5 separate regions of the Mus musculus genome follow, and all the other regions are linked to region 2. A link is a contact called in public Hi-C, HiCAR-type and HiChIP or PLAC-seq data. All regions are on one chromosome and are shown on one strand. The core of a region is the stretch at or near the end of the contact, and the rest is flanking DNA. Distances in the headings are between cores, read along the strand shown. Region 1 overlaps Gm51549 (a long non-coding RNA gene). Region 2 overlaps Zfhx3 (zinc finger homeobox 3). Region 3 holds the start of Lncbate1 (brown adipose tissue enriched long non-coding RNA 1). Region 4 holds the start of 4922502B01Rik (RIKEN cDNA 4922502B01 gene). Region 5 overlaps D030068K23Rik (RIKEN cDNA D030068K23 gene).

Region 1 (4,187 bases), core at 1,028-3,527, 500 kb before region 2:
GGGCCCATCTCGGGCATCCATAATGGCCACCTGCGTGCACAGAAGCCATCTCTCTGCAGCTGTAAACCAGTCCACGTATCTGAGGATGCCGTAGTTCTGTGGGGGAAAGCAAGCACCTAGGTTGATTTGTTGCTCTAGAAGCCAAATGAGCTAATTAGATAATGTATATCTAAAGTGCTCAGAATGGGCTTAGCACCTGGGAGACTCTTAGGAAATGGAGACGGGGGAAGAAGAAGAGGTGCAAGAGGCTGCATGAAGGACTCAGAGACTAGGATCCTTCCCTGTAAAATGGGAAGAATAGCAACAATAATAATAACAACCAATGATGATGACAACAACGATGCCTACTTGCTGTCTTGCATGCATATAAAGTTAGTTAAAATGAGAGGATAGGTCCTCAGCTGATAGTGTCTAATAAGGGTCACTATCATTGCAAGAAGCCCCACCTATCTTCATGTGTAGGCAAAGCAGGAAATGTGACTAAATCTGGGGCTTGTAAGTCTCTGCTCTATTTAGGATTTGCTGATGCTGGAGGGGTTCCACCCACAGCCTGAGATTCGAGCCAAAGTGCATCCCAGAAGATGCTCACAGTTGCCCTTTGAGGCAGAGACACACGTGTTCACAGTAGAAAGTGAGGAAGAAAAGGAGGAGGAAGAGAGACAGAAGAGGAGGAGGAAGGAGAAGAGGAGGAGGAGGAGGGAATGATGGCCACTTTCTTCATCAGGACCACGGTGATGGACTGTTAGTTCCAGAGAGCCATTAGAAGCTTCCAGGTCGAAGGTAGAGACAGCTCCCGTTTGCACTTGAAGGGGAGTCTTCCACCCATAGGCTGGAGGCTGGCTTTATCCAGTTTCCAATGAAGGGCCAGTGAGTATGCCCATTTAAGGACGTCCTTCAGAGCGCTTTAGCTGGATTCCTATTTACCCATGACATATGCAACCGAGGAGTTCCCACTGAGGCACGGCACTTACCTCTCCCCCTTATTTTGTTCTTTTGGTTGGTTGGTTGGTTGGTTGGTTGGTTGGTCGGTTGGTTGGTTTGGTTTGGTTGGTTTGTTTTAAGATCTGAGTTTGTGGGATTCACTAAGAGACTTTATTTTTAGAACTCTGCCCAAAGGTGGGGGAGATAGATCAGCCAGCAGGAGCAGGGAGACCTGTGTGTAGATCTCCAGCGCATACGTAAACGTGAGGTAGGATGAAGGCTAGAGTCCAGGCAGTGAAGAGGCAGAGACAGAAGGATGTCTAGGCTTGCTGGCCAACCAGTCTCGCCAGTTCTGTAAGCTCCGGGTTCTGTGAGAGACCCTGCAACCCGTCTCAAAAAATAAGCGGGTAGGAGCACCCACAACCACAGTGGTCATTTGTCATTAGTGCTGTGCCCAGCTGTCATCACAGGAGTTCCTCACTACAGCCTCAGGTGGCTAGTACAGAGACCTATACCTGGTCAAAGTGAGACCATCAGCGATAGATTGCTCAGCCCCACTGGGGACAACTATAGCACTCAACACCAAGGCTCAGGGGACACTGAGGAAGAGGGCGTGGAAAGGATGTAAAAGCCAAGGAGAGGGAGATTTGCAGCAAAAGATGTCTTCTGCCCTGACGTCACCATATAGCTCGTGAATACACTGAAACTGGGGGGACCTGCACAACCTGTCCCTAAGTCACCACAGGAGGGGGAGGGGCACATAAGGCCTCACCCCTTTCCTAGCAGCTATTGGCAGTATCAGTTGTCGAGGAAAGAGTTATTTTCTTCAGTAGCAAACAGAGAAGCTGATCTTGCTCCAATGAATAGCCCCTCACTCGTGCCCGGGCAAGAATCTCTCATTCATTTAATGCATGGTCTCCACAGAGAGAGAACATGAGCAGAGGAAAGGGACTTAGCCAGAGGAGTGACAGTGGGACAGGAAGGGAGTAGGGGAGGAGAACGGGATGCAAATGACTAAAAAAATTCATCATATACATATATAAAACTGTCAAACGATGAAAATAATAATGCAAAAAAACATGCAAAAATAATAATAAAGTGGGAAATGGTTTAAAGAAGACACCCATTGTCAACCTCTGGCCTACACACACACACACACACACACACACACACATATACACACACACATGCAGCTCCGTACAAGTGGTTTTCTTCCATCTTTGCCTAGACAAGACCGTCCTGAGATCCAAAGCAACAATCGCCCCAGCACCAGGACAGTCTTGGCACTCTGTCCATATGTCCCTTGCTTTGGCCTTGAAGCCCCGCCCACTGTGTTTCCTGGGAGCTGACAGGCCTCACAGTCTGGAGACAACCGTTGCCAGCTTCCCCTTTTCAGGGCGCTTTAAGAAGTTCCCGTTTGGCTGTATTGGCCTGGCTTCCTTTGACTTTTCCGGGGGCACCTCCCGCCCTCCCAGTTCAAATCCTTTCTCGGATTCGCTATTGTTTGACTCCACGGTGCTTTTTGAATGTCAGAGCGAATTTGTGTTTCCAGTAAAGAAAGCACCTTTTTTTTTTTTTTTGCTTTGGGGGCCTGTTTTTAAAAATTGCATGGGATCTTAATTCCCGTGGAAAACTTAACTGTATCCCCAAGAAAAGGAACAAACAGGCAGAGAAAACCAGTGAGCGGGGCGGCCCCATGCCTTCACTCGCCCTGGCAGCCACACAATTGCATACAGCCAAGCTGACTAATGTTGACGTATCCAGGTTGGAAATGACAGGATATTGTGGAGGGCCAGTCACTTAATGAACCCCTGCGGGACCATCTTGGTTACTAACAATTTCTCTCTAACTCATGAGGCAGGGGAATCTCAAGCCCCCAGTGTTTCACTCCGTCACGTTCCCCCGCTGCCCCCTCTCCCCCCACCCCCGCCCTGCTCTGCACAAACAAACCAATTATGGCAACGGATATAAATTGGACCCCTTTTCTGAAAACGCTCCCTCAACCTTTTTTTGTCCGCCCTTCCTTCCTTGGCGCCAATCAGCTGGCTCACCAGGTGCACTGTGTGCCTGCACTCAGACTCAAACGCAAGTGCACACAAGTGTGTACGTGTGCACACTGCGGTGTGTATTCTGTACACAGCCTTCACTGATGTTTCTGCCCTTGGATTCAAGTTGGTTTTAGTCATCTATATATTCCTTTAATAATATTTTTCATGGAATACAACTTAAAAATCTTTTTTTTTAATTAGATATTTTCTTTATTTACATTTCAAATACTGTCCCTATACCCTTCCCCCGCCCTGCTCCCCTACTCACCCACTTCCACTTCTTGGCCCTGGCGTTCTCCTGTACTGGGGCATATAAAGTTATAGGGGCCTCTCTTCCCAATGATGACCGACGAGGCCATCTTCTGCTCCATAGCTGTCTTGTGTGAGGCTATGCCAGTGCCTGGCAAATACAGAAGTGGATGCTCACAGTCATTTATTGGATGGAACACAGGGCCCCCAGTGGAAGAGCTAGAGAAAGTACCCAAGGAGCTTAAATATCTTTTTACTGCCTTTTACACTTCAGCCAGCCCCGAAACTCTTTCCATCCTGTACCTTAGGGAGACCACTAGAATAATTCTCAGGCAGTGCCTGAGTAATTCATATTACTGCTAACTGTCCTCTGTCTTAGGTTTCTATTGATGATTAGCTTAGAGGTTCTGTAGAGAGACCCATCCATGTTTACACAAAGCTATTATAACACTGGGTTTACAAACTTTTGTAAGAATTAAGGCATAAGAAATTGCCCAGCTGTCATGCAAGCTGTAAGAAGATAAGGAAAATCATTTTACAGCCATGCTACTCAACACACTCACAGGCCATTTCTGTCCAAGGAACTCTTTGTTAGAAATCCTCAGCAAGTTAGGAAACTCAGCGTAGGCATTTTGAAACACACTCACGGGAGATAAAGATATAAGCCTGTGTTAGCATGCTTTTCCTGTGTACTGAGGGGTCCAAGGTTTGAGGCTCAGGACCCTCCCTGAAAAAGAAGTATAGAAACTTTTCTATCAATCCACTGATACACTCTTCAAATGTTTTCCTTTTCTTTGTGTCTTTGGGGGGTTATGTGTACACATGTACATAGGCATTATGTGTGTGTGTGCACACATCTGTGTGTGTATGCACATATCTGTGTGTGTATGTGTTGTATGTGTGTGCACACATCTGTGTGTGTACACACATCTGTGTGTGTATGTGTGTGTTCACATCTCTGTGTGTGTA
Region 2 (4,007 bases), core at 1,498-3,997:
ACAGATACATATATATACAAACACACACAAACATGCATGTGCACACACACACACATATATACAAACACACACACAAACATGCATGCGCACACACACAGATACACATATACAAACACACACAAACATGCATGTGCACACACACAAACATGTATGTGCATACACACACAGATACACATATATACAAACACACAAACATGCATGTGCACACACACAGATACACATATATACAAACACACACAAACATGCATGTGCACACACACAGATACACATATATAAACACACACAAACATACATGCACACACACAGATACACATATATACAAACACACACAAACATGCATGTGCACACACACAGATACACATATATACAAACACACACAAACATGCATGTGCACACACACAGATACACATATATACAAACACACACAAACATGCATGTGCACACACACACAGATACACATATACAAACACACAAACATGCATATGCACACTCACAGATACACATATACAAACACACACAAACATGCATGCACACACACAAAGTTTTAAAGGAGGCAGAAGTTACTTTTCTAAATAATGAAAACCTGGAAGGTTGGGGGTGCGGTTAATCACTGTTAAGTCATCAGATTGTCAGCTCTGCAGAGGAAAAGAAAGGCATGCACAGATCAGTATCTGACAGAATGGGAAAGGCTGGATGACACTGCCCCAGTGGGAACAGCTAGCATGGACCTGTGTTCCATTGGTTCAAAACAGAAATTACATTTTCTAGTAGTGTCAGCCCTTCTTACCTTAAATTTTCCCAGCATGATAGAGCTCAGCACCCCATTGCCTGTGGCTGCTTCTGTGGTAATTTATAGGCAGTTAAAGCGATATTTAAAATTCTTCAAAGGGATTGTTTCTCACTCTGGGTGACAGGGAAAGGAGGGGCCACGTGTGGAGGCCACCAGGCCTCTGCAGGCACTGTTGGTACAGCTGAGGAGCTAGAAGCCTGGAAGAGGAAAATGTAGATGGGGAGGGGCTGGGGTTTTGTCCTGCCCCATGTGACTTCTCTGATACTACATTGTTGTCATAGAAATACAAACCAGGGCTCGCCCACTCGCCCTTTGCCCATTTCCACCCCCTCAGAGTAGAATTGAGGGACCTGTTCTGCCTTGTAGGCATGAGCATAATGCTGGGTTGGTTGGCTGGGCCAAGTTTGTTTCTTCAGGTTGGGTGTTTGTGGATTAGTGTAAGATGCCCTTTTGTGGGTCCCTACCGGGAAGGGGGAAAAAAAAAACACCTCAGAGAGGTGGAAGTTTGACCCTCTTTTGGGAGGAGAGCAGGGAGGATGGGGAGGAGTCTTGGGGCTGACCTAGAGTCTAGGGAGAGGCCTGGGAGTGCCCACTGTGGTCAGTGCGGCTGTCTGCCAGCACAGAGGGCACAGGACCTGACAGGACGTTAGCTAAGCCTAGCAATCCAGCCTAGTCTCCTACAAGCTCCTTGTTTAGATTAGCCTGGAACCACACAGGAGGCCTGGCAGGCTCTTCCTTCCCGAGGAAAGCTAGGCCAGCTCCCTCCGTGTCACCCAGGTTGCAGCAACTCAAGCGTAAACTGGGTGGCCCGGTCCAAGTCTCTCCTCCTCTGTGTGCAAATTGGACACGACTAACCTTGCCATATTTAGCGCAGTGCTAACGGCCGACCGCTCGCCTCCAAGGGGTAATCATGCAGGCACAAATTCGGGAAGCCGCTAAGCCTATGAGCAGTCTTATGAGCATTAAAAGTGTCCTCTTGGCCAGAAAGGTCGTTCATAACTTGGCTACCCTGCTGATGTACAGTCAGTGATATTGATTGATTAATGTATGAAAGCCCTAGATCCATTTGCTTCTATGAAAAAGAACGAAGCGCCGTCGACTCTCTATTTTCACCTCATCCCTTTGTTTGAAGGACACTTCCCCCCTTCTTTTTGTCTCGCCGGCTGTGTTTAAGGGGGTTTCAGAAAGCCAGTTTCTGCCAAGTAATGCGTTCACAAAAGGAACATTGATTCGAATCAGTGTCGCTCCAGCTACCCAGAAAGGTCTGCCAAGGAGTTGCTCTCGTATTAACCTTCTGTCCGTGAAGGAAGGAAGGATAAACAAGGCCTGGAGTCAGCTTCGTAGGGTTTGAATTTGGGTTCTGGACTTGATCTAAAATGATTTCTTCCATGTCTGATCCTGGTGTTGGTCAGTCTCGCCGTAGGAGTTTAGGGGCTAGGGGGAGCATTAAGTGAAGTTACCCCAACCCCCACCACATTCCACATCCAAGACAGGATGGTAGCAAAACTTTCCTCTGCCTTTGGCAACTTCCAAAGATTTTTTTTTTCTTTTACTGTTTACTTTTTAAAAAAATCCTATTATCCAGATTACCTAAAGAACTAGCTTGTCCATGAAAAGTCAAAATGGGGTTGTTGGTCTGTAAAGGCCTAAAATGTCATTGGGCTAGCCTGGTGTTTTGGATAAGCACGTCTTGGCAGCTGATGAGCAGTCGCTAAAGTTTTCTTTCTCTAGCTTTGTCAGAAATGACTAAGAAGTTGGCCAAGTGCGGGGCGTGCCTATCAGGCCATTTAGTCAGCTTTGGCTGGCCATCTTTTCTCTCTGGTGTTGGACCAAGAGTGGAAGTGTGTTTCCAGCAGGCTGGGGAGTCTAGGTGGAGAGGGGCACCATCCATGCGCGCCTGAGGAGGTGCATTCTGCATCTTCGCCTGCAGGTGTCAGCGTGGAGTTCTCCCTTCTGGCAGGCCCAGAGGGAAAAGCCGGTGACTGGATTCTTTTTTGATGGGCGATAGAAAGTGAAAGCTAGCCAGTCTGCCCGGCTGCTTTCTGTGAGCCAAACCTCACTCACCCAGCAAAGTGTACATCACAGGGGACGAAGATGGCCCCAGCTGTTCATTTAGTACAGCCCGGCAAAGAGTGACCACCTTCCTGTCCCTACTATGTGTCTCAGAGCAGAAACCAGTTACCCATGGGGTCCCAGCTTCCTGAGTATTATGGGAGATTGGGGCAGGAGCCATAGTACAGCTTCCCCTACGCTTGGGACTCATAAGACATCTGGGCCTTCCCAGGGATTGTGAACCTGAACTCCACCCAGATGCCTGGGCAGCTCCCCTTCCAAGGGGCATAAAAGCATCAGGGTGGGGCTTGCAGGTGAATTAGACATCTGTAGGGATGTGTGCTCTGCAAGTCCCCCCTCGTTAAAAGACGCTGTGGTATAAGCTAGCTGCATGTGGCCCCGGTGTCAGTGGAGACGTACTACTTTTACCCTGGTAACCGGAAGCTGCTCACCACCACCCACCCACCCCCACCCCGAAGCCGCCGGGTTTTGTAGGACCCTTTGAATAGTCCCTCCTGCTCAGCTATGAGCAGCGGTGCAGTGCTGCTGACTTTTGTGGTCTGACTGAAGTGCAGGTGCTGTGCCAGGCCTGCCAGCTTTCTCTTGTTTGCACAGCAAAGGCATGGCAGCCGGGCACCGCTTCTGGCGTGAGTTGCCCATACACGGTCGCATCAGTGTCTTTGCCTTCAGAGAAGCCAAAGTTGTGCTGCTGGAGTGCTGGCCCATACAGGGAGCCAAAGTGACTTCATGACATCGTTTAATTAACACCACGGCTTTCTGATAGCAGTCTAAACATGGAGCCTTTTGGTAACAGCGGGCGACTGACCTCTGACTTCTGATGAGTCCTGATATGTTTTTTTTCTAGGGCTTTCCCCCTGTTTGTTTGTTTGTTTGTTTGTTTATTAGTTTTCTAATAGTTTTCAACAGGTAAAAAGCAAAATCCTAAACATGCCTGTGATCCTAGGAGCTGAGAGGTATAAACTGGGGAATCCAGAGTCCATGGACCGCCTCAGCTACAGATGGGGTTCTGGGCTAGCCTGGACTCTGCAAGACAGCCACAACAAATTAGCAGTTAAGTTCCTCCTGTGGGGAAAGGTGGCACTTGTGACCAAACGAAGGAGATGCTCCCTCCGTTCTCCAGTCCGAGGCCAGCATGAACTGGGCT
Region 3 (4,190 bases), core at 1,271-3,770, 300 kb before region 2:
AAGATAAAATAATGGACATTGTTTCTCTTGCTCCGGCTTTTAAATGTGGGCAGAAGTATTGGTTGGTGTTTGTGTGTTTGTGTGTATGTGTGGGTGTGTGTGTGTTCGTACACCCAGAAGATACCATTTGTTCTACTGTTTCTCTACATCTTATTCTTTTGAGACCAGGTCTCTCACAACCAGCCAGATCCAGTAATCCCCTTGCCTCCACCACACCCAAGTTACACGCACATGTGGTCATCTCCAGCTTTTTAAGTGGATGCTGGGGGCTTGGATTCCATTCTTCATGCATGTGCAGAATGCTCTGTTATCTTCTGAGCCACCTTCCCAGCCCCTGTGTTTTTGGGGGTGGTTTTTTGTTTCTTCTTTTTAATGCAACAGCTTATCAGTGGAGGAAATGAGTGTTTTTTTAAAGCATAGTCTGCATGAAACATCAAAGAGGGGCCCACATAAAGAGCTCTCTTCTTCAGGAGGACAAAGCGAAGTCCTGTGATGGATAAATGTTCAACAGTCGGGTGGTTTTTCTTTTTTTTTTTTCCTTTTCCTTTTCCTTTTCTCTTTCTTTCTTTCTTGTTTGTTTGTTTGTTTGTTTGTTTTGAGACAAGGTTTCTCTGTATAGCCCTGGCTGTCCTAGAACTCAACTCACTTTGTAGACCAGGCTGGCCTCGAACTAAAAAAATCCACCTGCCTCTGCCTCCCCAAATGCTGGGACTAAAGGCATGCACCTGCACCACCACCACCTGGCTGGGTGTTTTTTTTTCTAAATGAGAAAGGAAGGAAGGAAGGAGGGAGGGAGGGAAGGAAGGAAGGAAGGAAGGAAGGAAGGAAGGAAGGAAGGAAGGAAGGAAGGAAGGAAGGAAGGAAGGAAGGAAGGGGAGAAAAAAGAGAGAGAAAAGAAAAGAATGAAAAGAAAAGAAAAAAGAAAGGAAAGGAAAGGAAAGGAAAGGAAAAGAAAAGAAAAGAAAAGAAAAGAAAAGAAAAGAAAAGAAAAGAAAAGAAAAGAAAAGAAAAGAAAGCTTTATCTGGAAACTAGAGAATTGCTTGTTTATCCACAAAGCATTTGTTGAGCACCTGTTGTATGCCTAGTACTCCACTGAGCAATTTTATATCATTCCAGGAAATCCTACAATAACTCTCTAAGCAGATCACATTGTCCACATCTTGTAGTCTAGGAAGTTGTCCTAAGGAAAAACGGAAAATGAGGAGGAAGAGGAGATGGCAAGTATAGGAGGAGGAGGAGCAACAGGAAGAAGGGGAGGAGCAATAAGAAGATGGGGAGGAGCAACAGGAAGACGGGGAGGAGCCCATCTGTCAGTGTGCCCTCAGTGTTGCTCATAGATGTCCCTTCTGAAGCATAATTCGGCTCAAGTCATCTCTTCTTATAAAAATCCACTGTAAGAGATGGCACGAATGCCTTAGCATTGCTTCCAATGTTTTCTGTAAACTCTCTGAGCTTGCCAACTCTGTTTCCTGATAGCACAGGTAGGAGATAATCAATCAACACTTGGCAGTATAAACTTGTTGAATATCGCTCTGAATTTGATTAAGGAATGAGATACGGTATTTTTTATTTCTACTTTTTTTTTTTTTAGATTCAAGTTTAAAGTCTTTTTCCTCCCAAACACGATTTCACAGATATTAAATCCTCCTCCTTTCCTCACGCTCACAGATGGATTTTATATTTTAGTTACAGATACTAGATAGTTTAGAATGTTCCAGAAGGATAAGGAAAAATAAAACCCACCCTGGAATGCCAGGGAAAATATTTGAAGGAAGACTTTTCTCATGAAAATGAGCCATCACCCCCCACTGTAGGCTTAGCACCTACTCTACCCTCTGACTAAGCCCATTTGACTACCACACACACCCACCCACCCACACACACACACACACACACACACACTCACACACACTCACACACCTTGGGGGCAAGGGTCAGCATGGAACCTCTTGGTTTCAAAGAAAGCAGGTCATAAACACAGGAATTTTACTGGCTCACCTTCAATTCTTCATTTCATTGTCAATGTTTCCGGTCCTACAACCTTCTCTTGCAGTTGACAGCCAAGGTATGTGTGTGTTGCTGGGTGTCTTCTGTTTATGCTTAGCTTTCCGAGTGTGGATTCTTGTCATCTGTGAAGGCCTTGCTGGTAGCTACACGGCTGCTGCTCCTCACTGCCAAGGTATTGACCTTCAGTCACTCTGAAAATGGAACTTTGGGCCTCTGCTTCTAGGCCTGGCCCGGCAAAGGTTATAAAAATACCAGTTGGTGAAAGGAAAACCCTCCCGTGTCAGATGGAACAAGGCACAGGTCAAGTCTAAAGGAAGGCTTGGCCACCCCTTAAAGAATCTATGTTCTACTGCGGAAGACAAGAAGCCAAGGCCTTCAGACTGAGAGTGGTCAAAGCCAAGGACACAAACCAGGCCTCTTCCCAGACACATGGCCTCATCCCCAAGGTCCAGCTCCCTATAGACGCGTGTTCTGGCAGAAGTTTGAAATTGCTGCCGATTCTGCAACTGCTTTTCATTTAAAGGGCTCCGGGTCACCGTATCAAAGAGTGACAGAGCAGCAACACAAGATTGTAGCGCCCTGTGAACTGATGAAGAAACGCCTAGTCAGTGCTAGCCAATCACCACTGTGTGCTTCTGGGGGTGGGGGTGGGGGGTGGGGGAATAAGCATGCCCTGGAAGCCAGTCAGAACAAGTTCTGAGGGACAGAGGAGCCCAGCTCAGCAGCTCTGAACACAACTTCCAAAAACAAACAGTAAAGGGACAGACAATTCAGGATTTTCCAGAACTGAAAGCATTGTGACTTCTACCTTGTCAACGCCGCGACCTCTGGACAGATGGAAAGAGACAGGCTCAGAGACGTTCCCAGACAGGGAATTCACCCAAAAGCGTGACTGAGCGAGCAACTGCTCACAGTAACTCAACTCTGAAATCTTTAAGAACAGGGAAGCAGGCCAGGGTAATGAGGCAGCCGCCGCAGCGTCTTCTAAGGCCAAGTCAGAGTATCTACATTGGTGGTTCTCAACCTTCCTACTGCTGAGACCCTTTAATACAGTTCCTCACGTTGTAGTGATTCCATTAAGATATTTTCATTGTTACAACATAACAGTCAGGTTGCTACTGTTGTGAGTCATAATGGAAATATCTGTGTTTTCCAGTGGTCTTAGGTAACCCCTGTGAAAGGGTTAATTGATACCCCCCCCAAAAGGGTTTGTAACCCTCAGGCTGAGAATCAGTGGTCTAGATGCTCTTGTCGAGGTCCTTTGCACCCCTTCTTCTTTTTTCCCAGCTCTGAGGACAAGGTCAGTGTTGCTCAAAACTCATCCAGATCGATCCAGATCTCAGCAACACCAAGAAGCAGACATCGAGCCCCAGAGAGACAGGATGAGGACATCCTGACTCTAGCTTGACAAAAGCACATGGCCTCATGGGAAGGAAACACCACGTGTGCCTTGGGTGGCACCTAAGCTATGTCTGCACACATGGAGTGTTTGGATGTGGGCTGTTTTCAGCCCAAAGTTAACACTCTCAGCAGCTTCACACAGATGACGAAAGGTCCCACCACACACAGAGGCCTCCCAGAAACCATATCCCCAACACTCATCTCCTATCAACAGGCATCCCATAAATGGTCCTCCCTGCCCCTGTTTGTCATGAAACCCATTTGTCACACAATGGTTTCGCCTGATGCTCTCTGAGTGAGTGTTGCATACCCACAGTCAAAGGCATGAAAGGAAAGAAAAGCACTGTAGGTTACAAGGGCAGAACTTGACCTCAAGACCATTCCGAGATAATGGAGCCAGAGATGATGTTACACAGCCTCCTGTGGGCTTCCCCTGTCCATCACATGGAAGCTCATGCTGCCCCTTAGCAGATCAGAGCAGCTCAGGGAGATAGTCCTACTTGTTCAGCCAGTAATGGCAAAAGGAAATTTATGGGAGACTGCAAAATAGGACACCCTTGCATCTCCAACCCCAATGGGACCTTTCAGAAGCCATTTATTTTTTCGTTTCTTTTCTTATTAGTATATATTAATTGTATACACTAACAATTTTCAATATGATATTTCCATTCATGGATGTATATACTGTACTCTGGTCATATACACCCATTGTTGTAATTCAAATATGAAATCTCCCTTTCACACTCATTGTTTTGAACTCTTGGTCCCCAATGGGTAGCAC
Region 4 (4,191 bases), core at 296-2,795, 360 kb after region 2:
GATAATTTAAATATAAGCCAGTGTCTCATTTCCAAATCAAGTTGTGCAGTTATGCCGTGCACCAGGATTCAATATTAAACCAACACCGTTTCACAGTTCGAAAATAGGACACGAAGAAGACGGAAGGGGCATGGTAAAGAAAGAGCGGTATTACATTCTCCTTCTTGGCTACGGACAAAACAAAAATGGACGGCAACAGAATAAAAAATCGTTAAAGTGATATTTGAAGAGTCACCAACAGTGGCTAACCAGCTGCTGGTTTACCAAGAATGAAATAGCCTATTGAGGGAACTTTAAAAGCCCTCAATTAATATGTTGAGCATGTATAAGATCCACAAAGAACTCACTGTATTTCCCACTTCCCCCCAGACATCCCCAGTACTCACAACTCCCCGAACCACCACCTTTCTTTTCTGTCAGGTGTGGGGTGGGGGAAAGATCAGAGCTACACAATAACTGGTTAACCTCTTCAAAACTGCGACAGCACCGGTCTTCACAATTAAAGGACAAAAACAAACACAAATAAAAAGGGTGACTTCATTAATGAGGGGATAAATTACCAATGACTTCTTCACTCTCTTTAGCTTATTACCCCCCAAACAAAACAAATATAATCCACATGTTAAAATCTCTTGTCTTCTTTCTTTGTTTTTGGTATGACGTTCTTTATTATGATTTTTTTTAAGTGTTGGTATTTGTAGAAGCTCCTGCCACTGTGTTCCCCAAAGAGCTACTAGTCTCAGCCCACTGGAGTTTATATTCCTTTAATTGTCTAGTGCAGGGACATTGCTGCCGATCTTAAAAATATACCGCTCTGCAGGAATTAGAGGAATCCAAGGTTGTATCCAACTTCAAAGGTTTCCAAGTCATAATGATTTTAGAAAGGCAGAAGACACATCATGGAAGGAACAAGCCCCCGTTTGAAGATAAGCATCATAGGGAATCTCTTTTTCCTTCCCTGTCTTCCCAACTTTGTGCTCCTCTCGGCTCTGGGTGCCCCCTCGCTAACGTAGTTTAATGATATGCAAATGAAATATGCATAAAACCATCCTACTGTATGATGATTAAACACTGGAGACATTAACAGCGGAGGCTTTACTCTGTATAATAATCCTTCCCGACCATCCACTTCGATTGCGGAGTTATGGAAACCCATAGCAGTTGGCAGAGAGAGGGGAAAGAGAGAAGGAAGAAGAGATGCAGGGGCACATCTCCCACTCGGTGCTTCTCCCACTCCCAAGGAGCTCCCCCAACCTTTGTACTGCACTAGTGCTGTCTTTTGTAATCCATCCATGCAGTCGCACCAGAGCGATTAACGGGGGGAAAAAACCTCTTTTCTCTTAATGTTTCAAAGCTCATTAGCCAAACGATTATTCCTCATTAACAGCGAAAGCTTATTCATTAAAAGGAAGGATATGCCCAAAAGATGCCAGCGCAGTTAATCCTGAGTCCCGTAACTGGACTGTAAATCCCAAACTACTTGTATATTCCATGCGAAAGGGGCACGCGCCAATCCACAATTAAAAGAAAAAAAAAAAAAGAAAAAGAACAAAAATGAAAACAGTTTGTGTGTTTTGTAAAATCCACAAGAGCAGCAATTAATATTCCCATTGAATTGACTTTAATTTTTGTGTGTGTGTCTCCCTTTTGTTTCCAGCGCCTGCCCCTGGCTCAGCGCCCGGTGCCAACAGAACACCTTCAGGATTCACAGCAACGCAGAAACCGTGAGTACCAGCCGCTTCCCTCAGACCCTTTTGCAGGATGTCTTTTTTTTTTTTTTTTTTCCTTAAGCACCTAAAACATAGAGACAAGGCTCTTTTCCCTTCTGCTCCTCAGCATCATGCCACCAGGGTTTGCCTGGTAGCCCCTTCCAAATCTCTCTGCCTTCAAGTTTGTACTTGTGTGTGTGGCATCCCTCCTCCTCCTCCTCCTCCTCCTCCTCCTCCTCCTCCTCCACTCCCATAGTGGATCTTGTAAAGGGGCTTCAGACGACCCCATTCATCTCCCCGGTGATAGCAGCGAATGTAGATAAATCTCTGGCTGCCTGCTTGCTGCTCCAGTATGATTTTTATTTTGTCTTCTGTGTGTACCTGGGTTAGAGAGTGGGATGCATACACACACACATACAAGTACATACTCAGATCTCCCAGTCTTTCCTCTGCCATCCTCTCCCACTTCTCAGACATGCATACACCACCCCACACACGTGTAAGTGCAAACCATATACACCTATATACGTACCCATACCTATAGCATGAAAATATATACATAGCTAAGCATTCAGTTTGTCAGAGAGTCTGTGTATTTGTATACACGCAGAGCCTTACACACATCTCTATATGCACTCGATGGTTGCCTGTTTTCACGTCTACCCATCTAGATAGCTCCTTTTAAACATTCCCTCTTTTCTCTCAGCAGAGGCTGTGTGCCATTTCCATCCAGGATTGGGAAAGCAGTATTCCTTCCTTAGAATTTCTATCTGTAGACCTTTATGTTTCCTTCTCTGCCTTCTTCGGAGCTATAAAATTGGCATCTTTCCCTGAGGTTTTCCGAATGGCAAGTGGTACCGGCTGTGGCATGCATTCATGCCGATTCCTCAGGCATTTCTCTTCCGATGTCTGCCTTTCCTCTTTGTTGTTGACTTGGCTGAACGGTGTGTTGTTGTTGTTGTTTTTTTAAGTTAATTATAAACGAAGTTGAGTAGCAAATAAGCCAGTAGCTTGCCCTCTCAAAAAAAAATTAATGAAAAAACAAAAATAGCCCACACAAGTGCCTTCTGCTGCAACAGATGCCCACATCACCCTTGGCATGGGCAACGGACAAACAGTTTGGGTGGTTGATGATTTTCTCTGACTGTCGCTGTATCTGTTGTTTGTTTTCCTTGTTTCTTTTTGATTTTTCAAGATGTCCAGGACCCCGGCCTCTGCTTGGAACGGAATGGTGTCATGGCGGAGACAACGGCCTTTGTCTTGCTGGGTGTGAAAACATCCGCCGTGCTGGCTCTTCCACTGCGGCAGAATCAAGTTTAAATGAAAAAAGTGATTAAAGTCAGCTTTGTGCTTCTTTGGTGTGGAAGACCCCAAAACCCCAAGTAGCCGATTCCCAGGGTCCAAGGAAGGGCTCATAGTTGGAGCAGCCTGGGCTGTAATCCTGGCACTTGCGCCTTGCGTTGCTGCTTGCTGTTCGCTCCTGGGGGTCTGGATAATCTCCCTTGGCTTTACCGCACTGTCTGGCCCGCATACAGGGCCCGGTAACATATACCCGCTGCTGCTATCACACGAAACTGTGGCGTTGCCCCTGAATGGATGGCACCGTGCCAACTCTTCTGCCATCCGCCCTTGCAGCTTTTTTTTCTTTTCTCCCGCCCTCCCCTTCTTCTCCTCCTCCCGTCGACTTGACGTTAATTAACACACGGGTTAATTGATTTTAAAAGCCGAAGAATTACAGTTAACTTTTCCCACAGGGTACAGACGCCAGCCGCTTGGCACACTCTGCCTTCCGCACTGGTGCAGGGGGGGCAGGGAAAGCCCGCAGCAAAACTAGCAACTGCTGAGGGAACGTTGTCTGCTTATTGGAGTAGAGCGATAGAAGTCAGCGTGGCACTGCCTCATCCTGTACAGTATATGGAGCCATTATAGATTTTGTCAAATAATCAAACACAACCCCGTCTTTCCTCTTCCCAACTAGACAACCCCTTCAGAAGTTCTTCGAGAGATGAGATAAGCCCCTCCCAAGACCGCTTCTATCCTCCCTAAAATGTTTCTTTTCTAGGAGTAAGAAAATGATGGTGCTTTTGAGATTTTTTTTTTTTGAATTGCTATGTCTCAGTTTCACAAAGGGAAGAGTGGGTACTCCTACCCTACACAGCACAAGTACAGGTTCCATAAAGTTCTTCTCTGTGTCTGTTTTGTTTTGCTTCCACTCCTCTTGGCCAGATGAGGTTATTTTGGGTAATGGATTTCAGTGAGGAAGTACATAGTATAATTAAGAACAAAACTCCTAGCCAGGCTCTTTGTTATTTTGTATGAGTGTGTGTATCTTTGTTGCCCACCCCCTTTCTCAGAGCCTCTGTCCAAAATAAAAGCAGTTTGCTCTTGCTGTTGGGAAGGAGTCGGGCAAGGCTGGGAACCGGTGCTCTCACCTTTTCATGCTTGCCTTCTATTTCATTTTGGGGTTTTTTGTTTTTTGTTT
Region 5 (3,996 bases), core at 822-3,321, 270 kb after region 2:
TCTCCAAATGTGTATTACTGACACATGTACCTTTAAAGCAATGGTAAGATAGCTGATAAAATACAAATGAGTCCTAGCTTTGTTAGCGTTTTATTGTATAATAGCCATATTCAATGGTGAAAACCAAGATAAGCTTTGACTTAAAAACAGAAATGTGTTAGATTGCTGCATGCATCTGGAAATGAGAAATAGAAAATAAATTGAAATAGTAACAGCAAAGGGACTATGCAAATACAGATTTGATAACCTAAAAATAGGGGGTATTTAATTTTTTGAGGAAATAAATGTAGACTTTTATATTTAGGTGCCCATATATTTAGCCTTTTAACAAATAAAATGAAATATGAGAATTGGCTGAAAAAACTAGGTTAAGGGTTCCTCTTATTGACTTAGTGCAATCAGATGTATTTTCCATAATTAGACCATTAATATGCTCTTAAAATATGTATCTACCTACAAATGAGAAAAAGGCAGCTCAAATTCCTAGCTCAAGTTCCAAGACACATGGTAAGGCTAAGGGTTTAAGAGAAGAAACGCTGGTATGTAGAGCTAACACTGGGGATTTAGGTGAGGAACTTCTGAGGACAAGAATTTCAAGATTATTAGAAACAGATGGCAAGATGTTCATGCAGGAAAATAGAAAACACATAGGGAAAAAATAATTAACTCATATGAAATGGAAACTAATAACCCAAAGCATCCAAGATATTCAATGTTTGAAGCATTGCTGCCTGGCTGTGGGATTACATGGATAAATTATAATTTCATAAAGCTCATACCAAGGGTTGCCCCTATGGGAAAGAAGAGGCTTTTCTTATAAAATACGTGTTATCTTTTCCTTTTATATTTAGCGTGTGTATGTTTTATGTATGTGTAAGGGTGCACGCAACAGGATACCTGTAGAAGTTCGAGAACAAGCTCTAGGAATCAACTCTAATTCTAGGGAACAAAGTCAGATCATCATGCCTGGTGGTAAGCACGTTGACCCATTAAGACCCCAAATTTATATGTGTGTGTGTGTGTGTGTGTGTGTGTGTGTGTGTGTGTATGTGTATGTGTATATGTATGTATGTGTGTGTATATATATATATATGGAGAGAGAGAGAGAGAGAGAGAGAGAGAGAGAGAGAGAGTGTGTGTGTGTCTCACTTTGTAGCCCCTGCTGCCCTGCTGATCTGGAACTCTCTACGTAGACCAGGCCCGCCTTGAGATCCACCTGCTTTTTTCTCCTGAGTTTAGGACTGAAGGTGTGTATTACTACGCCCAATTCAAGGCTAAAGTTTAAAAGTAGTTTTTAGAATAGCAGAGGATTTAAAAATAACTGACAAAATAAAAAGAAACAGCAGCTATAAATGAAAAAAACAATGAAACACTTATTTTCTAGGAACCGTTCATCTTGATTCAGCTTACTGATTCCAAATAGTTGAAATGAAAACATTTTTTCTTTTCTTTTCTTTTTTTTTAATGGCAGAATGGTATTACTGTAAATTGTGATACAAGATTAAAATAGCTCCCTGCACAGTAAAATTTGTCCTGAAGATTCTTTTGACAATTTTATGTCACCATGTGGTATGAGACCACTGATGAAAAATGTAGCAATTATGAGGGACAGAGGACTGTAAGTAAAACCTCATCTTGTTCAACAATAAAGATAATTTTACACTAATACTCAAGAAGGAAATAGCAGCTCTGAGCTTTATCTGTGTTAGTCTGCCATTCGCAAGTAAAACAACGTATTATATGGCGGAAGTGCTATAGTCTTAAGAAAACATGAGGACGACAAACATTAAGTAGGATCAGATTAAAAAACCAAATTGTAGAGAAACTTCATTAATGATTTATACGAGAGGGTACACATCATGTTAATTTAATTTACAGACGATGGTGAATCGGATGGTGTTGACAAAACCAGAGAGGGCACATAAAAGAGACCTAAAGTGGTTAGAAATATGGGCAGGAAATGAAATGTGATTCAACCTGGAAAAATGCAGCTAGAAAGTACATCTGGAGAGAATAAACAGAAACACAGTCATTCTGTTGGCAGCCTAGACGGTGCTTGGCAAGTCGTACTGCCAAGGGACTTGATTCGTGATGATAGTGTCAGCAAATTATGTATGGTCTCGCAACACGGTCCTCGGTGAGATCAGTCAGTGAGATTTTAGTATGTACATCTAAGAGCTCCGCATCACATCGCTGGAAGCTAAGTTCTTTTACTAGCACTGCCGAGATCACAATGAGAATACCAGTTTGTGGCCCCACACTTGATTCAGTTAAGCAAATTGCCTAATGTTCAAACTAGAAAATAAATGTAGGGCAAGCTTCAGACTTTAACTTACACCGAAAGATTAAAGGAAAACATGTTGTTCGTTCATTTTTTCTATTACGTCCAGTTACAGCACTTCACAAATATTCAAAAGACGTAAACATCATGGAAGTCAAGTCACTTTAAAGGTAGGTTAAGAGGCTTTATGGTTAAGTACTGGGATGAAATTAAGTAACGGAAATTTAAGACGGAATCCGGGAAATGTTTTCTGACAGTGAAATCTATTAGTCTCTGGAATGGAGTCCCCAGAGAGCTGGGGGGAAGTTCCATTCTCTAGTCATTGGACTGGATCAAGGCTTGGACAAAAATCATTATTAACAAAACAAAATGAAAAGACAGAAGAAGAACCAGTTTCAGCATTTTGTATCAGCAGAGATGTGCACACACAGTGACGCCATCAGATCCCATCTGATTATCTTCTCCTTAGACGTCTCTGATGGGCCGTGGTCTATCATTAAGGAACCACCTATTATTATTTTTTTAATGAATGCTTTTTAAAAGATCAAATTCATATTTTCCAGCTCATAGACTTCAATTTCCTGGATTATTATTTCTTTCTTCCAAGTCATAGGAAAGCTAGAAACGGAAACAGCCTTCCTTCCCCTGGTGATGAGATACGGCCTTAAATATTCCAGACCTTTGAATCAGATCTCACGAGGTCTCTGAGCTCTGAAGCCCCACTTATATTATTGCATTAGAAACATATTGTGATTGCAGTTTTGCAACCACAACTATGGAATAAATGAAAATTCCTTTACTTCCTTTTCCGGCTTGGTCCAAAGAGAGACCCTCACCAGATGGCGTGCTCGGAGTTGCTACTTACTTTTAGCAAAGCAATTGAACGAGGTTTAAACAACATAAAGCATGCAGTTCATCAAACATAAGACATTTTGCCAACTGGGCCTTTAAATCACCTCGGATAACTTTGTTTATAATTGCGTTTAGTACCCTAACTTTTAAGGATAAAAGAACAAAGAAGATGAATACTTTGATATAAAAATCCATTTTAATACAAGTGTGATTTGTTTAAATAAAAACAAATACATTAAAATATATGTTAGGTTTTAGGTGAGATGTAAATGTATTTATTTAATATGTATATGTATCATATGTACATATGTAAATATATACAAATACATACATTCAATCTTAAACTTCATAAGTTATATTTTGCATTATCGGTCATCTTTGTTATTTCTTTTGAGGCAAATAAGCAGGTGTTTTGTTCTAGTACTGAACATCCCAGCTGGTGAGAAATGTGAGCTAAGAAAATATAGGCAGTATAGATAAATATCAATTTTTAAATACCATTTTTTTAGTTTTTGAGATTAAAATTATATCATCTTCCCCTTACCTTTTTTTCTTCCAAACCCTCCAAGGTACTCCATGCCTTGTTCTCTTTCAAATAGATAATCTCTTTTTATATATTGTTATGTAATACATGTGTAACAGCAAGTAAAGATATATATGTGTATGTGTGTGTATCTAATACATACACATCAATTTTGATAGAAGGATTTAGATAATTTCATAAAATTTGTTGATATAATAAAAATTATCTAGAAAGTGGTATTAAGAGTTAGAGTGGCCGGGCATGGTGGTGCATGCCTTTAATCCCAGCACTTGGGAGGCAGAGGCAGGCAGATTTCTGAGTTTGGGGTCAGCCTGGTCTA

What was found. A called contact is a pair of places that touch in the nucleus more often than the background predicts. HiCAR-type assays count read pairs that join an accessible place to other places. HiChIP or PLAC-seq counts read pairs in DNA pulled down with a chosen protein or histone mark.
Region 1: a contact with region 2 is called in a Hi-C map of granulocyte-monocyte progenitors, with 2.1 times the contacts expected there. The contact joins two enhancer-like sites. A contact is called at or near these places in 1 of 484 Hi-C or Micro-C datasets (granulocyte-monocyte progenitors), 3 of 115 datasets of contacts at active chromatin or transcription factors (embryonic basal ganglia, embryonic stem cells and microglia) and 1 of 9 other capture datasets (embryonic stem cells).
Region 3: a contact with region 2 is called in a HiCAR-type map of fibro-adipogenic progenitors, with 5 times the contacts expected there. The contact joins the promoter of Lncbate1 here to the enhancer-like site in region 2. A contact is called at or near these places in 1 of 39 promoter capture datasets (liver), 1 of 15 datasets of contacts at CTCF or cohesin (embryonic stem cells), 3 of 484 Hi-C or Micro-C datasets (the C2C12 cell line, the HL-1 cell line and bone marrow-derived macrophages) and 3 of 115 datasets of contacts at active chromatin or transcription factors (DN3 thymocytes, bone marrow-derived macrophages and fibro-adipogenic progenitors).
Region 4: a Hi-C map of cerebral cortex shows a contact between it and region 2, with 3 times the contacts expected there. The contact joins the promoter of 4922502B01Rik here to the enhancer-like site in region 2. A contact is called at or near these places in 2 of 39 promoter capture datasets (hippocampal neurons and maxillary cranial neural crest), 5 of 484 Hi-C or Micro-C datasets (cerebral cortex, cortical neurons, muscle stem cells and 2 more) and 5 of 115 datasets of contacts at active chromatin or transcription factors (astrocytes, embryonic basal ganglia, embryonic forebrain and 2 more).
Region 5: an H3K27ac HiChIP or PLAC-seq map of embryonic fibroblasts shows a contact between it and region 2, with 5 times the contacts expected there. The contact joins two enhancer-like sites. A contact is called at or near these places in 4 of 115 datasets of contacts at active chromatin or transcription factors (the NIH/3T3 cell line, embryonic basal ganglia, embryonic fibroblasts and 1 more).

The regions. Positions count from the first base shown.
Region 1 is chr8:108,385,079-108,389,265 of GRCm38.p6, forward strand. Gm51549 (a long non-coding RNA gene) reads right to left here. Exons shown (of 3, transcript XR_003947449.1): 2 at 1-96. It also overlaps a transcript of Zfhx3 not described here. Among named protein-coding and RNA genes, the nearest start is that of Gm51549, 6.8 kb to the right of the region's middle. Within about 2 kb of position 2,278, at least 57 of the 459 cell types and tissues checked have an H3K27ac peak or open chromatin away from gene starts, as enhancers often do. A contact at or near this core is called in granulocyte-monocyte progenitors, where this site is marked.
Region 2 is chr8:108,884,079-108,888,085 of GRCm38.p6, forward strand. The region is part of intron 4 of Zfhx3 (zinc finger homeobox 3); the gene reads left to right. Among named protein-coding and RNA genes, the nearest start is that of Mir3108, 51 kb to the right of the region's middle. Within about 2 kb of position 2,748, at least 188 of the 459 cell types and tissues checked have an H3K27ac peak or open chromatin away from gene starts, as enhancers often do. A contact at or near this core is called in the C2C12 cell line, DN3 thymocytes, the HL-1 cell line and 9 more, where this site is marked.
Region 3 is chr8:108,582,157-108,586,346 of GRCm38.p6, forward strand. It overlaps Lncbate1 (brown adipose tissue enriched long non-coding RNA 1), which reads right to left and starts at 2,521. Exons shown (of 2, transcript NR_077224.1): 1 at 2,000-2,521. It also overlaps a transcript of Zfhx3 not described here.
Region 4 is chr8:109,248,200-109,252,390 of GRCm38.p6, forward strand. 4922502B01Rik (RIKEN cDNA 4922502B01 gene) reads right to left here and starts at 1,546. Exons shown (of 5, transcript NR_151498.1): 1 at 561-1,546. D030068K23Rik (RIKEN cDNA D030068K23 gene) reads left to right here. Exons shown (of 10, transcript NR_126329.1): 9 at 1,658-1,724; 10 at 2,905-4,191.
Region 5 is chr8:109,153,635-109,157,630 of GRCm38.p6, forward strand. All of the region lies in intron 2 of D030068K23Rik (RIKEN cDNA D030068K23 gene), which reads left to right. The region is part of intron 1 of 4922502B01Rik (RIKEN cDNA 4922502B01 gene); the gene reads right to left. Among named protein-coding and RNA genes, the nearest start is that of D030068K23Rik, 80 kb to the left of the region's middle. Within about 2 kb of position 2,072, at least 70 of the 459 cell types and tissues checked have an H3K27ac peak or open chromatin away from gene starts, as enhancers often do. A contact at or near this core is called in embryonic fibroblasts and fibro-adipogenic progenitors, where this site is marked.